Regions from separate parts of the Pan troglodytes genome. Here region 1 is linked to region 2. Evidence: chromatin contacts called from public HiChIP or PLAC-seq data. All regions are on one chromosome and are shown on one strand. The core of a region is the stretch at or near the end of the contact, and the rest is flanking DNA. Distances in the headings are between cores, read along the strand shown.

What was found. HiChIP or PLAC-seq counts read pairs in DNA pulled down with a chosen protein or histone mark.
Region 1: a contact with region 2 is called in an H3K4me3 HiChIP or PLAC-seq map of stem cell-derived excitatory neurons, with 2.0 times the contacts expected there. The contact joins the promoter of ANKRD12 here to the promoter of LOC104003076 in region 2. A contact is called at or near these places in 1 of 7 Hi-C or Micro-C datasets (stem cell-derived neural progenitor cells) and 1 of 1 datasets of contacts at active chromatin or transcription factors (stem cell-derived excitatory neurons).

Annotation. Positions count from the first base shown.
Region 1 is chr17:21,767,553-21,773,762 of NHGRI_mPanTro3-v2.0_pri, forward strand. It overlaps ANKRD12 (ankyrin repeat domain 12), which reads right to left and starts at 1,757. Exons shown (of 14, transcript XR_008540718.2): 1 at 1,617-1,757. It overlaps NDUFV2 (NADH:ubiquinone oxidoreductase core subunit V2), which reads right to left. Exons shown (of 8, transcript NM_001071786.1): 8 at 4,302-4,395. The coding sequence ends at 4,302.
Region 2 is chr17:21,565,556-21,571,951 of NHGRI_mPanTro3-v2.0_pri, forward strand. LOC104003076 reads left to right here and starts at 2,641. Exons shown (of 3, transcript XM_063795933.1): 1 at 2,641-3,707. The coding sequence starts at 2,926. TWSG1 (twisted gastrulation BMP signaling modulator 1) reads right to left here and starts at 3,132. Exons shown (of 5, transcript XM_001138675.6): 1 at 2,925-3,132; 2 at 503-662. The coding sequence starts at 625.

The DNA of each region.
Region 1 (6,210 bases), core at 507-3,006, 200 kb after region 2:
AGATTTTTAACGGCCTACTTGAGCATATGTTTTTTTGTTTGTTTGTTTGTTTGTTTTGGTATGTTTTTGCAACGGAGTTTCGCTCTTGTGGCCCAGGCTGGAGTGCAGTGGCACGATCTCGGCTCACTGCAACCTCTGCCGCCCGGGTTCAAGCGATTCCCCTGCCTCAGCTTCCCAAGTAGCTGGGATTACAGACATGCGCCACCACGCCTGGCTAATTTTGTATATTTAGTAGAGACGGGGGTTTCACTATATTGGTCAGGCTGGTCTCGAACTCCTGACCTCAGGTGATCTACCCACCTCTGCCTCCCAAAGTGCTGGGATTATAGGCATGAGCCACCGCGCCCGGCTGTGCATATGTTTTTAATACACAGTTAATTTACGATAAAATAGCTATTTCACTAGCCTTTCTTTATAATTTACATAAACCATTCTAAAATGAAAACGAAATACATGACTGAAGATGCAGGCTCATTTCAACTTTAGGATTAGAGGTAATTCCGAACCATTACATACACAGCACTGGATCTGCAACACACTTCACCTTAGTTCGCAGTTTAACCACGGGTGTCCAGTGGAAATTACAATCCCGGTGACTACACTGCTTTAAATGTTTCCTAAGGTTTCAACGAGTGCAACAGTAACTTCCTATCCCAGACAGCGTCTTACTGTTATTACTAAAACAGCTGTCAGCTAAGCTTCGCATACCTCTTTGTACAACCGTTTATTCAACGCTTTGGGATCTGTAAGGATGCGTCATTCCACATCACTCCTCAAAACGAGATCTAAGAACCTGACGTGCTCCAGGGGTCTTGAAGCATCACAAGTGGGCACTTGAAAAACGATGACGGGAACTGCCTGTCCAATGCGGCAAGGTTATTTTACACTGGCATTTAAGACAGAACTGTAGAGTGGCTGCTCTTTCCCCGGACACTACTAAAGCAGCAATTTCCCCTTCTTGCTTTCATCCACCTCTCCCAGGACCCGGGTACCTCCGACGCTCCCGGCCCGAGCGGCCGCGGCAGACTCCCCGGCGTCGGCGCACGCTCGGCGGCTGGCGGCGGGAACGCGCGGCGGGCCGGGCGCGCCCCCGCCCCCGCGGATCCGACCGCCGCACGCCAGCGGCGCCCTCTCGGCCGCGCACACTCACACTCGCACGCACACGCTCCTCCGGCCCCGCCATGTTCCGGGAGGCGGCGGCAGCCCAGCCCCGCCAGCCGCGGTGAGGGGCGCCCGCGACGAGGCCACCTCGCGGCCCTCCGCCCGGCCCCCGCCCCGCCCCGCGCGGCGCCCCCGCCCAGTTGGCGGCTCCCACCTGCGCCGCGGCTCCTCGCGACGCCGGGAGGGGCGGCGGCGGGCGGGGCCCCGGCGGACCCGCGCCGGGGGGCACTAACGGCCTGTCACTGTCAGGCGAGCTACGGCTCGGGCCAGGCTGGGCGGGCGGCGCGTCGGGACCGGGTGGGGCGGGCAGGGCGCGTCCCCTACCTTGCTCTGGGGAGGGGGAACGGGAGCAGCGCAGAACTGAGGGGATCTCCTCCCTGGCGCCGGGGACAGGCTCGAAACCGCGCCCCTCCTTCCTCCTTTCCTGTCGCCACGCCCCCCTCACCCGTACGGACCCGAGGCAAGGCCGGCGCAGGAGGCTTCACCCCCGGAACGAGTGCTTCGGCGTAGCCGTCGCTGTCGTTGTCTTCGTCGCCGCTGCAGCCGCCTGTAAAGCCGCCGGAGCCGGGCTTGAAAACATCTCCGGTCTCGGTCCGTCTCTCACCACAGCCTCCTCGCTCCCAAGACAGCGTCGCCCCGCGATTGGCTGCGACGCGAGCACGTGACACCCGCGGACACGTGACTACCGCGGGCACGGGACGGGCGGCGTGACCGCCCCGCCCCCCGGCGCCCGCCCCTCCTGCTGCTCAGCCAGGCTCCGCGAGCCGCAGGGCGGGGAAGCGGGACGTACCAAGCGGCAGGCGGCGGAGGGGTGCGGGCCGGAACTCCGCCCTTCGTGCTGGTCGGTCTCCACGCCCCACTCGGACTAGTGTCACCGCCTCCCCGCCGCAGACACTATCCGACAAAGGAGGGGGAATCAAAGGCTGGGCGAAGAGGCAGGGCAGGCGCCCGTGACGCTGCTGGGCAAGCGGGCTCTGCAGTAGCATTTGTGGCGACCGTGGCAGTGGCTGTGACTGGAAGCTTCTGGAAATGGCGGCGATGAGGACCCCCACATAGGGTATTCACCTGTTATTTTTACACGGGGTGGGTGGACGAGCGTGATCCAACTCAGGCAAAATGACGCTGCGACCGCAGCCCGAGGACTAGGCGAAGTTCCCCCGCTAAGCCGGCGGCGGCCGTCTAGCCCCACACCAGGCCGGAGAAGCTGCAGCTACGCCCAGAGCCCGCGGCCCCCCGCCTCAGGTGGGGCCCTGGGCCCCGCCCCGAAAGCGCGATAGCGTGCACCTACCCTGGGACCAGGGGGTCTAGAGCGCGTCCCCTCCCAGCCACGCCTTCCAGTGGCCTTTTTAAAGAGGAATTCAGTGCATCCTCCCACACGTAGTGTTGGGGATTTGAGAGGGAGCTGCTCAGGTACTAGGAAGGATGCCGGAGGAAAATTGACCGTCGCAGCGTGGCAGCAGCGTGTACTCACTCCCTTCTGGGCGCGTTATTTACGTAGAGGTTAATCTGCAGCAACAGCGTCTGTTTATGACTTAGTGCATGCAGTTACAAGTTTATGTTACACTGTTCTTTAACGTCTTGATGAACTGAGGGTTCAGGTGTGATCACAGCAGATGAAGTGACATTCAGACCTGACAGGGAAGGCGAGGTCCCATCAAATTACTATATAAAGCATAAACCTGCATTAAAGATCAGGAGTTTTTCCTTTCCTGGGTTCCTGATTTCTCCTACCTACAAATCTTTAGGGTCAACAAGACTAGAAAAAGAGCACCTTATGGCTAGAGGTGGAATAGTGTTACATTTAACTTGGTTATTTATGATGTGAAATACAAAGAAAAAAACAGTCGCCTATGAGAAAGTCAGGAGAGCTCCAGGGTAGGACATTTTCATTGTTACTTTTTTGTGCCACTTGGAAAATTAACTGTTGTTTACCTTCTCTCAATTAAAAAAAAAAATCTTAAAGATATACTTAAAAATAATCGTTATAGCCGAGCGCAGTGGCTCACGCCTGTAATCCCAGCAATTTGGGAGGCTCAGGCGGGCAGATGGCTTGAGCCCAGGAGTTTGAGACCAGCCAGGGCAACATAGTAAGACCCTGTCTCTAAAAAAATATATGAAAATTAACCAGGCTGGTGGCGCCTGCCTGTGCTCCCAGCTGCTCAGGAGGCTGAGGCCAGGGTATTGCAGTGAACCAATATCACACCACTGCACTCCAGCCTGGGGACACAGCCTGTCTCAAAAAAAAAAGCATAATTACTAGTGAATAGTCTGTTTCAAGTACAGGTGACTTTGAGAAATCGAGGATTAGATTAATATAAATTATTCATGCATTAAAGCTGGCTAATGCAAAACTAATGTACTACAGCTAATTTCTTAAATACACAAAAGGGTTTATCCTTTTTTCTAAGTTGTAATATCCATACCACTGCAGAGTACATAATCATACTTCCAATCCCTTCACCCAATTATTTTTTGTATACTTGCAGCGTCAGAATAGCTAAGGATAATGTCAAGTGTTTTGGACCTTTCTTTTTTAAAAATGGTAATGCTTAAGCTGGGCGTGGTGGCTCACGCCTGTAATGCTTGCAGTGAGCCGAGATCCCACCACTGCACTCCAGCTTGGGAGACAGCGAGACTCCGTCTCAAAAAAAAAAAAAAAAAGTAGGGCTTCTAGAGACAACTACCATATCCTCCTTAAACCTACAGTGTGCTTGACGTCTTACCAGTTGGAAATACAGTAACAATTATGTGTTTTAAATAATGTTTAAAGGGAGCACTGACAAAGTTTATAGAAAGATCATGTTAACTTAAAACTTGGCTGTGGCTAAAGATGGGAAAGCAAAACATTTGTAATTTAACCAAATTTTTACTTCACAGTAACCTGATCTTGATAAAAGCGATCTGGAAATTGAAAATGGGTGACACTAGAGTAACTATTAACTAGATTATGTAATGATGTCTTCACAGCCATAGATAGAAGACTTTAAAATGGTCCTCTGTCATTATGACATAATACTTAGAGCTGCAAGTTGCTACGGTTAGCATGAGGATGTACACAGAGCAGAATAAACAAATAAGTTTACGTAGACTGGAAGTCCATATTTTATTTCTCTAGTGACATATTTACAGTTCAATATAAATTAAAGGCCTGCTTGTACACCAAATCCAGGTCCCTTGGGTGGTTCAGTCAAAGAGGTAAGACCTCCAGCTGGCTCACAAGAGAAGCGTCCACTCCTGAAATGAAAAGTAATATTAAACTATTAATGATTAACATTTGTAAATTTTTACTTAAATTGTATGGTTACCTCACAAGAGCCCAGTTAAGTAACTATTTTTACCCTAAGAACTAGCATAGATTATTTAATTCAAACATTTCAACTGATGCAAGATTTTCTCTTCCTAAATTTAAATATGGAAAAACATCAGACTTCACCATAAACATAAAAAATACAAAAGTAGCCCTAATAATAGTTCCTATTTACTGAGCAGTAGGCATACACTAGCTCATTGAATCCTTACAATGCCACAAGACAAGTGATACTGGCTTTATTTTACAGTTAGAGAAACCAAATTTGGGAGATTCAGCATCTACCCAAGAATCAGAGCAAAGAACTACGGCAAAAATACCCAACCCCAGAGAACATTTTTAAAAACCATGTTTTAATAAACTAGAGCACTGTATTTCTTTTTAGAGTTGAATTTTATTTAGATCAAGATCCACAGTCACAGTGAATAGAGGGAATACACACACTTATACATTGTATTTGGAAATAGAAACTGGATTCCTTGAGGAAATATGATTTGGGACAATGTCCCTTAGAAGCAGCGAAGTCAAAATCAGTTTGTATTTATGTATTATAAAGACTATATTAGTAGTAGTAATTTTCTGAAAAAAGTTTCCAAACCAGGATGGCCATAGCAGCCACAAAAGGAAGCAAACAAGAACAAGTCCTGATGGAGCAATTTATGAAGACAGGCAGCATAGAGGAAGAAGAACCTGTCTGTCAACCCCACACACGCTTTCCCAGGTAATTGCTCACCTCTGCCCTGTCTGACCTCTGTTTCTAGAGCCCAGCTCAGACTTACTGTATGTCACCCCTCCACCACTATTCCCTGGCTTTGCTAATTTACCTGTTCCTGCCACAGATTTACCTAAAGAAAAAACTTGTTCAGTTTATATCTTTTCAACCCCCTCTGGCTTTGCCCTTCACATTGTGTCATCAATCCTTTAAGTCTGTTCTTTAGAGCCCTAGGGAATCATTTTTTATTGGAGCCAGGAAAGTGACACCACATAAGATCTTTCAAGATGTCACAGCATATAATACAAGTTACTAAGTAATGAACAATTATCTACAAAGTCAGAAATTAGTTAATATCTTTGGATTATAGGTCTTGTTCACTACAAAAACAGATCAAAAAGCAGTCATTGTATACTGTAAGAGCCTGAAACTTGTAGAGTAAGCAGCAAAATGATACTTAACTTTAAAAAAAAGACAACAGTATTATATTTTGCAATTTTTAAATTTATTTATTATTTTTGAGACAGGGTCCCACTTTGTCACCCAGGCTGGGATGCAGTGATGCGATAATGGCTCACTGCAGTCTTAACCTCCCAGGCTCAGGTGCTTCTGTCACCTCAGCCTCCCACGTAGCTGGGATTACAGGTGTGCGTCACCATGCCTGGCTAATTTTTGTATTTTTCGTAGAGACAAGACCTCACCATGTTGCCCTGGCTGGTCTTGAATTTGTGGGCTCAAACAATCTGTCCGCCTCAACCTCCCAAAGTGCTGGGATTACAGGTGAGCCACTGTGCCCGGCCTGTAATTTTTTATGTTACCTATTGATAGGCACCACTGCTGCTCTTTAAATGTCAATGAAATTATTTTGGAGAAACTTTCTTCACCTTTACTAGGTTTCTTCTTACGGTTTAAGCTCAGCTACCTCTTCTTTTCTGCCTAAAACTTTTCTCTTGATCAAATATCAGAATGGAATATGATTTAAAAGTTTCATTTTAGACGTCTCCTGAAAGCTGAGCATTTGGTATCTTAA
Region 2 (6,396 bases), core at 1,391-3,890:
CCACCTGGCTAAACTGCTCCCAGATTCCAGGCCCTCAGAAACTGCATGAAATAATACATGTTTATTGCACTAAGTTGCTATGTTTTGGGGTAATTTGTTACATAGCAATGGACAACTAATACATCATACTTAGGGTAACAATTTATCTACTATTTGACCAGCTAATTTTTTTTCTAAATACATTCATTGAACCTCTTTGCTATGTTAATTAGATTACACAGATTAAATCATCTGAATAGAGTGCTCATCACCTTGTAATGACATGTTTATACAACAGGATATTATACTCAGTATTGAACTTCTTGAATCTAACCTTGCCTATATATATTGATTGCTATGAGGGTAAAAATCCAGACCTGTGTGTCATGATTCAGTACCTCAGGCCCTGACCCAATACTCAGGTCTTACTCTATATGATATATGCACTCTATATCTGTATATAAACATAATGTTTCTGCTCTACAATATATTTCGATATTAATAAAAGTACTCTTAGTCCTACCTGAATGAGGCATTTGCTCACATCACTAGCACAGAGTGCTTTGTTACAGCTCAGTGATGCTGGAAGCCATGTCAGGAACATCAGGATGGCTAGAGTAAGCACAGCAACATAGTGTAACTTCATGTTTCTTCAAAGAAGTTGATCAGTAACTCCCAGGAAGCTAAACAAACAAACACAACTTTAATTCAAAGGCAAGTGCTAGGGTAAAAACAAATATAAAAATGAGAAACAAAACATAAACTAAGACTCATTGTTTGTGTCAATATACTTTTTCTTTCTTTTTTAGAGTCTTGCTCTGTTGCCCAGGCTGAAGTGCAGTGGTGTGATCATAGCTCACTGCAGCCTTCAATTCCTGCGTTCAAGTGATCCTCCCACCTCAGCCTCCCAGTTATCTGGGACTACAGACAATACCACCATGCCTGGCCTTCAAAAAACTTTTGAGTGATCATTTAAAGATCATTCTCAATGAAAGATTATATAAACATTCAAAAATAAACAATAATTTTGTATAATAATGGCTTCATAGCCATCTTCAAGGACCTAGAACACTACAGTTCCTCAGACTATCCAGAAATGGTGACTGTGAAAGTAGAGTGAGTATATCTAAACCCTCAGTAACTTGAGAGTATATCAGGCAAATAACTAGTTTCAATACTGCACTGCTACTATTCAACTTTAGTTTTAGGTCCATTATTCAACTTTAAGCCCATATAAAATTATTAATATTGTATTATAATTTTAAGATATTTAATTTTAATTCTTAGAATCAAAACAAAATTTTAAATGGAAATTATTCAGGCTTATTTAGACAGAATAAAGCAGCTCAAAGCAAGAAGTAGAGTCCACAGAGTCACTTCTTAAATAATTGAGCAAATAACAAAAGACTGTGTAAATTACTAATTGCATTAAAAACTCTAGGTAATTATTAGAATGTGAAGATATTCTTTTTTTTTTTTTCTTTTAGACGTTGTCTCGCTCTGTCGCCCAGGCTGGAGTGCAGTGGCGCAATCTCGGCTCACTGCAACCTCCGCCTCCCGGGTTCATGCGATTCTCCTGTCTCAGCCTCCCGAGTAGCTGGGATCACAGGCGCCTATCACCATGTCCCGCTAATTTTTGTATTTTTAGTAGAGACGGGGTTTCACCATATTGGCCAGGCTGGTCTCGATCTCCTGACCTCAGGTGATCCACCCGCCTCGGCCTCCCAAAGTGTGGGATTACAGGGGTGAGCTACCGCGCCCGGCCAAGATATTCTTTTAATTCTATTAGTACCATACATTCTTCAAAGTTATTAAGAAGATACTACAGTTCAAAAAGAAGAAGGAAAAAAGACTAGCACAAACACAGTCTGACAGGGGCCAAACAGTATACAGTTATTAAACTTTAAATACGGGAAGATATCATTTCTTCAGGTTAAAACACCTCCCTATCAAACATAATAAATTAAAATAAATGACTACTGACGTAAGAGGGATAAATAGTGAGTTTATGGGGGCATTTATGATTACTCTAAACTTTTATTCTAAGTGTTACAAAGTACATTAAAGGAAAAATAATAAAAGGGTGAAAAGAATAAAGGGCTTTGGACCTGGTATGAGTCAATTTTGAAAGAGAAAACCCTGGTGATCGTTACTGAGGCTCACAAAGCATTCCCTAAAGACCGTTAGTAACTAATTTTCTAATGTATCTAACGCCGCATACCAAGTAGGATGATTTCTGGAGCAACCAGTACATATTTGCGGAGGCCAAATAAGGTTATTTGGAGACTAATTGTCGTGGAACTAGTTTTCATCCTACAACCATGAAAACTGGGATTTCCCCCCTTTCCCATCTTTTACGGTTGTCTTATGAAATGTTCCACAAATTCATCTTACTCCCCAAATTTCACTGGAAAAAGTATTCAAGTAACTACGACCATGTCGAAATCAGGTAATAGAATTAAAGGACTTATCTTTTCCTAAGGAGTTAGAAACCATCATGCATCAAAATTGTTTCGCACACATCACGCCCAATTTCTCGTTAAGGGAGATGGCACTGACAGCGACCAGGGCAGAGCCGAGCCTCTGTAGAGCGGTGCCAGGGCCCCGAAGGCGCCGGACGCCCCGCGAGGCAGAGGCCGGTAGCGGCGCGGGGGACCTGGCACCCGGAACCACCCCCACCCCGGCTCGGCCGACGCGGGCTGCGGAGGACGCGGGCCGGCCTAGAGATGGTCTGGACCAAAGGGGCGCAGAGATGCTGCTGGCTCCCGGCATCCGGCCTGTGCGCCCGCGCCCAGCACCCCCACTTTGTCCTCCGCGCAGCCGGGCCCAGGCTTCTCCCGGCCCCCGCGAAGCTCGCCGCGGCCCGGGCCTCTAGAGGGCCGAGCTCGGCGCCCGGCCCCTTCCCGGCCAAGAGGCTGCACAACCCCCCAGCCGCTCCCACTCACCATGCGCCACGGTCCCGCGAAGTCGCCCACCCCTAGATCCCCGCCGGGTCGGCCGAGCCCGGGGCGCGCTGCGGCGGCTTTGAGTGCGAGGCCAGGCCGCGCCTCCCGCAGTACCCTCAGCGCAGCGCCCGCGAGCCTCGGGCACCTTAAAGAGACAGGCCCGCCCGCCGCCCTCCTCCCGGCTCCTTGCTCCCCGCCCCTGCTCCCCTCTTCCCCTCCGCCCCCGCTGGGGTCCACAGCCGCCAGCTCCCGCCAGGAGGCGTCTCTCACTCCCCCGGCGCTCCTGTCAGCGCGCACGCCCCCATCTCGGCCCCGCCCACTCCCCCGCCCATCCCAACGCCACGCCCCCTCCGCGCCACCCGGTTTCGCCCCTCCCTCGTGCCACGCCTCCACCGCAGGCTCCCGCCCGCCCGCCGGCCCACAGGCCACGCCCCCAGGCGCACCCACCCCAGCTGCTCAGCGCGATTTCCCTTCGCGCTTCTCCGCACCGGGATCCCCAGTCCCTCAGGTTCCGACAGACCTTCCTGTCAGGCCCATTCTCCGGGCCCCCTCAGTTGCAGTGTTAAGATCAACAGTGTTAAGATTAAAGCCTTGTGATGTGCTAGCCACTACGCTGAGGATATGCCGTGTACTAAAATTCCTCAGGACTCCTCACAGCTGCCCTGTAAGGAAGCGGCCATGGCCGGGTTCTAGCGATGCGAGGCCGAGGCTCGGGGCGCTGAGTAGCCTAGCGCGTCGCCGAGGAGAGCTGGCACGTGAACCCCTTGTCGTTTGCCGTCAGAGGTAGGATTTATATAAAATGCGCGTTTCCTAGGTCTACCTCAGACCTACTGAATAAGGATCTCCGAGGGTAGAGCTTTCGAACTTCGTTCACCAATTCGATAAAACTTGCCAGGCTCCTTGTGAGTGGCTGGCGCTGAGCTCTGCATCGGAGCTCTGCATCGGGAGTCGAGAAGAGGGGGCGCCGTGGATCCGGGCGCGGAGGTCGCGCAGCCTAGGTAGAAGGTGCGCGGTTAGCACGTAGGTTAAAAACATTGAGAATGACACTCAGTTCTTTCCCACAACTCTGGGTTGCTTTTTTTTTTTTTTTCTTTTGAGACAAGGTCTCACTCTGTCACCAGGCTGGAGTGCAGTGACAACATCAGGCTCGCTGCAGCCTCCACCTCCTAGGCTCAAGCAATCCTCCCGCCTCAGCCTCCCGAGTAGCTGGGGCTACGGGCGCGCACCACCACACCCGGCTAATATTTTATTTTTTTGTAGATATGGAGGTCTTGCTATGTTGCCCAAGCTGGTTTCAAATTTCGGGGCTCAAGCGATCCTCCCACCGCGGTCTCCTAAATCGTTGGGACGACAGGTGTGAACCATAGTGCCCGGCCAGAATTTGCTTTTTAAAGAAGATTCCAGGGTGATTAAGTTAGAGCCCGCTAGACCAGACCATCCGCGGGGCACCTTCCCTTGGAAATGATGACCTAGTGTCAAACCCTTATGCTGGTAAATCGTAAATGCCTACCACCCACCTTTGTTGATTGGAAGGAAACAGAATGAAAACAGCTGATTGGCTGGGGGTGGATTGCATTACTGATGTTAGCCCACTTTTGTACAATAAATACAGGTTTTAAAAATCATCCTTGAAAATTATCCTAGAGAAATAATTAAGGGTATACCCAAATTTAAGTATAAGAATCTTATTCTTGGCATTATATACTAGTTAAGTGAATTAGGAAACTTCCGATCAATGCACTAATTCAGCCATTAAAAAGTGATACCGCAGATCAGAGGTTCTCAAACTTTTTGGTCTCGGAATCCCTTTACACTCCTGAAAATTATGGAGCATGCCAAAGAGGTTTTGTGTATGTGTGCTACATCTGTTAATACTTTCAAAATTAAAACAATTTTTTACATATTCATTATTTCATTTAAGAATAACAAACCCATTATATGATAACAAATATTTAATGAAAAATAAGTATATATTTTAAAACAGTAGGAAGAACAGCGTGGTTTTAGATTTTTGCTATTGCCTTTAATATCAAACTTAATAGAAAGCCACTGTTTTTATATCTGCTTCTGTATTCAAACTGTTGCAGTATCATGTATTATGTAGTTTCTGCTTGTGAGAGAATGAGGGTGAAAAGTCAAATAATGCCTTAGAATTAAAATTAAAATAATTTTGAGCTCACAACCTCCTGAAAATGTCTTGGGATCCCTCCCTAGCAGCCCCAGATCACACTATGACAATTAGTGTTGCAGATGAATATTGCGACTAGAGATATTCATGATACATAAAAAATTTTAAAGTACTGCATAGTTTTTGAATAATTAATTTTGTTGTTGTTTGTTTGTTTTTGAGACAGAGTCTTGTACTGTCACCTGGGCGGGAGTGCAACGCTGCCATCTCGGCTCACTACAACCTCCGCCTCCCGAGTTCATGAGATTCTCCTGCCTCAGCCTCCCGAGTAGCTGAGATTACAGGTGCACACCACCACGCCCGGCTAATTTTTTGTATTTTTAGTAGAGATGGGGTTTCACTATGTCGGCCAGGCTGGCCTTGAACTCCTGACCTGGTGATCTGCCCACCTCGGCCTCCCAAAGTGCTGGGATTACAGGTGCAAGCCATGGTGCCTGGACTAGAGTTATTTTTAAAGTGCTGGAAAGATAATGATGGTATTAGTGGTTATCTCAGTGAGATGGAGTGTTGTCTGTTGTTAATGATGTTTTTTTCTTTTTCTTGTCTGCATTTTCTGATGTCTTTGCTTGTATTAATTTGATAATAAGAAAAGTAACACAGTTATTTTTCATTTAAATTAAAGATCCTCTTTGACAGGACCTGGAAGGTCAAATGGTAGTTGAGCCCTCAGGTGAATATCAAGTGGTTCCGGATCTCAAATGGTTGGCCATTTGGGAATCTGGGAGCCACGGGGGTCACTGCAGTGGCTATTTTATTTCACCAGAAGACTTTCTGATCATTGCAAGTGAGAGAGTCTGACAACAATGTGATAGAGCTTCTTAGTAGGGTTCAATGAAAAGGTCAAAGGATTCACTACCAATCCTCAATTGGATACAGATGTGTCAGTGGGTGGAGTCTCTCAGCCAGCCACAGCTGCTCTACCAAATTACCTCATGTTTAGTGGCTTAAAACAACACAAATTTGACAGGGCCAAGTGGCTCACACCTGTAATCCCAGCACTTTGGGAAGCCAAGTTGGGAGGATGCCTTGAGCCCAGGAGTTCAAAACTAGCCAGGGCAACATGGCACAACTCCAACTCTACTTAAAAAAAAGTAAAAATTAGCCAGGTGTGGTGGCATATACCAGTGGTCCCAGCTACTTGGGAGGCTGAGGTGGGAGGATCACCTGATCCTGGGAGGTTGAGGCTGCAGTGGGCTGTGATCACACCATTGCACTCCAACTTGAGCATGGGAGTGAGACCCTGTCTCAATAAATAAATAAATAAATAAATAAATAAATGAAATA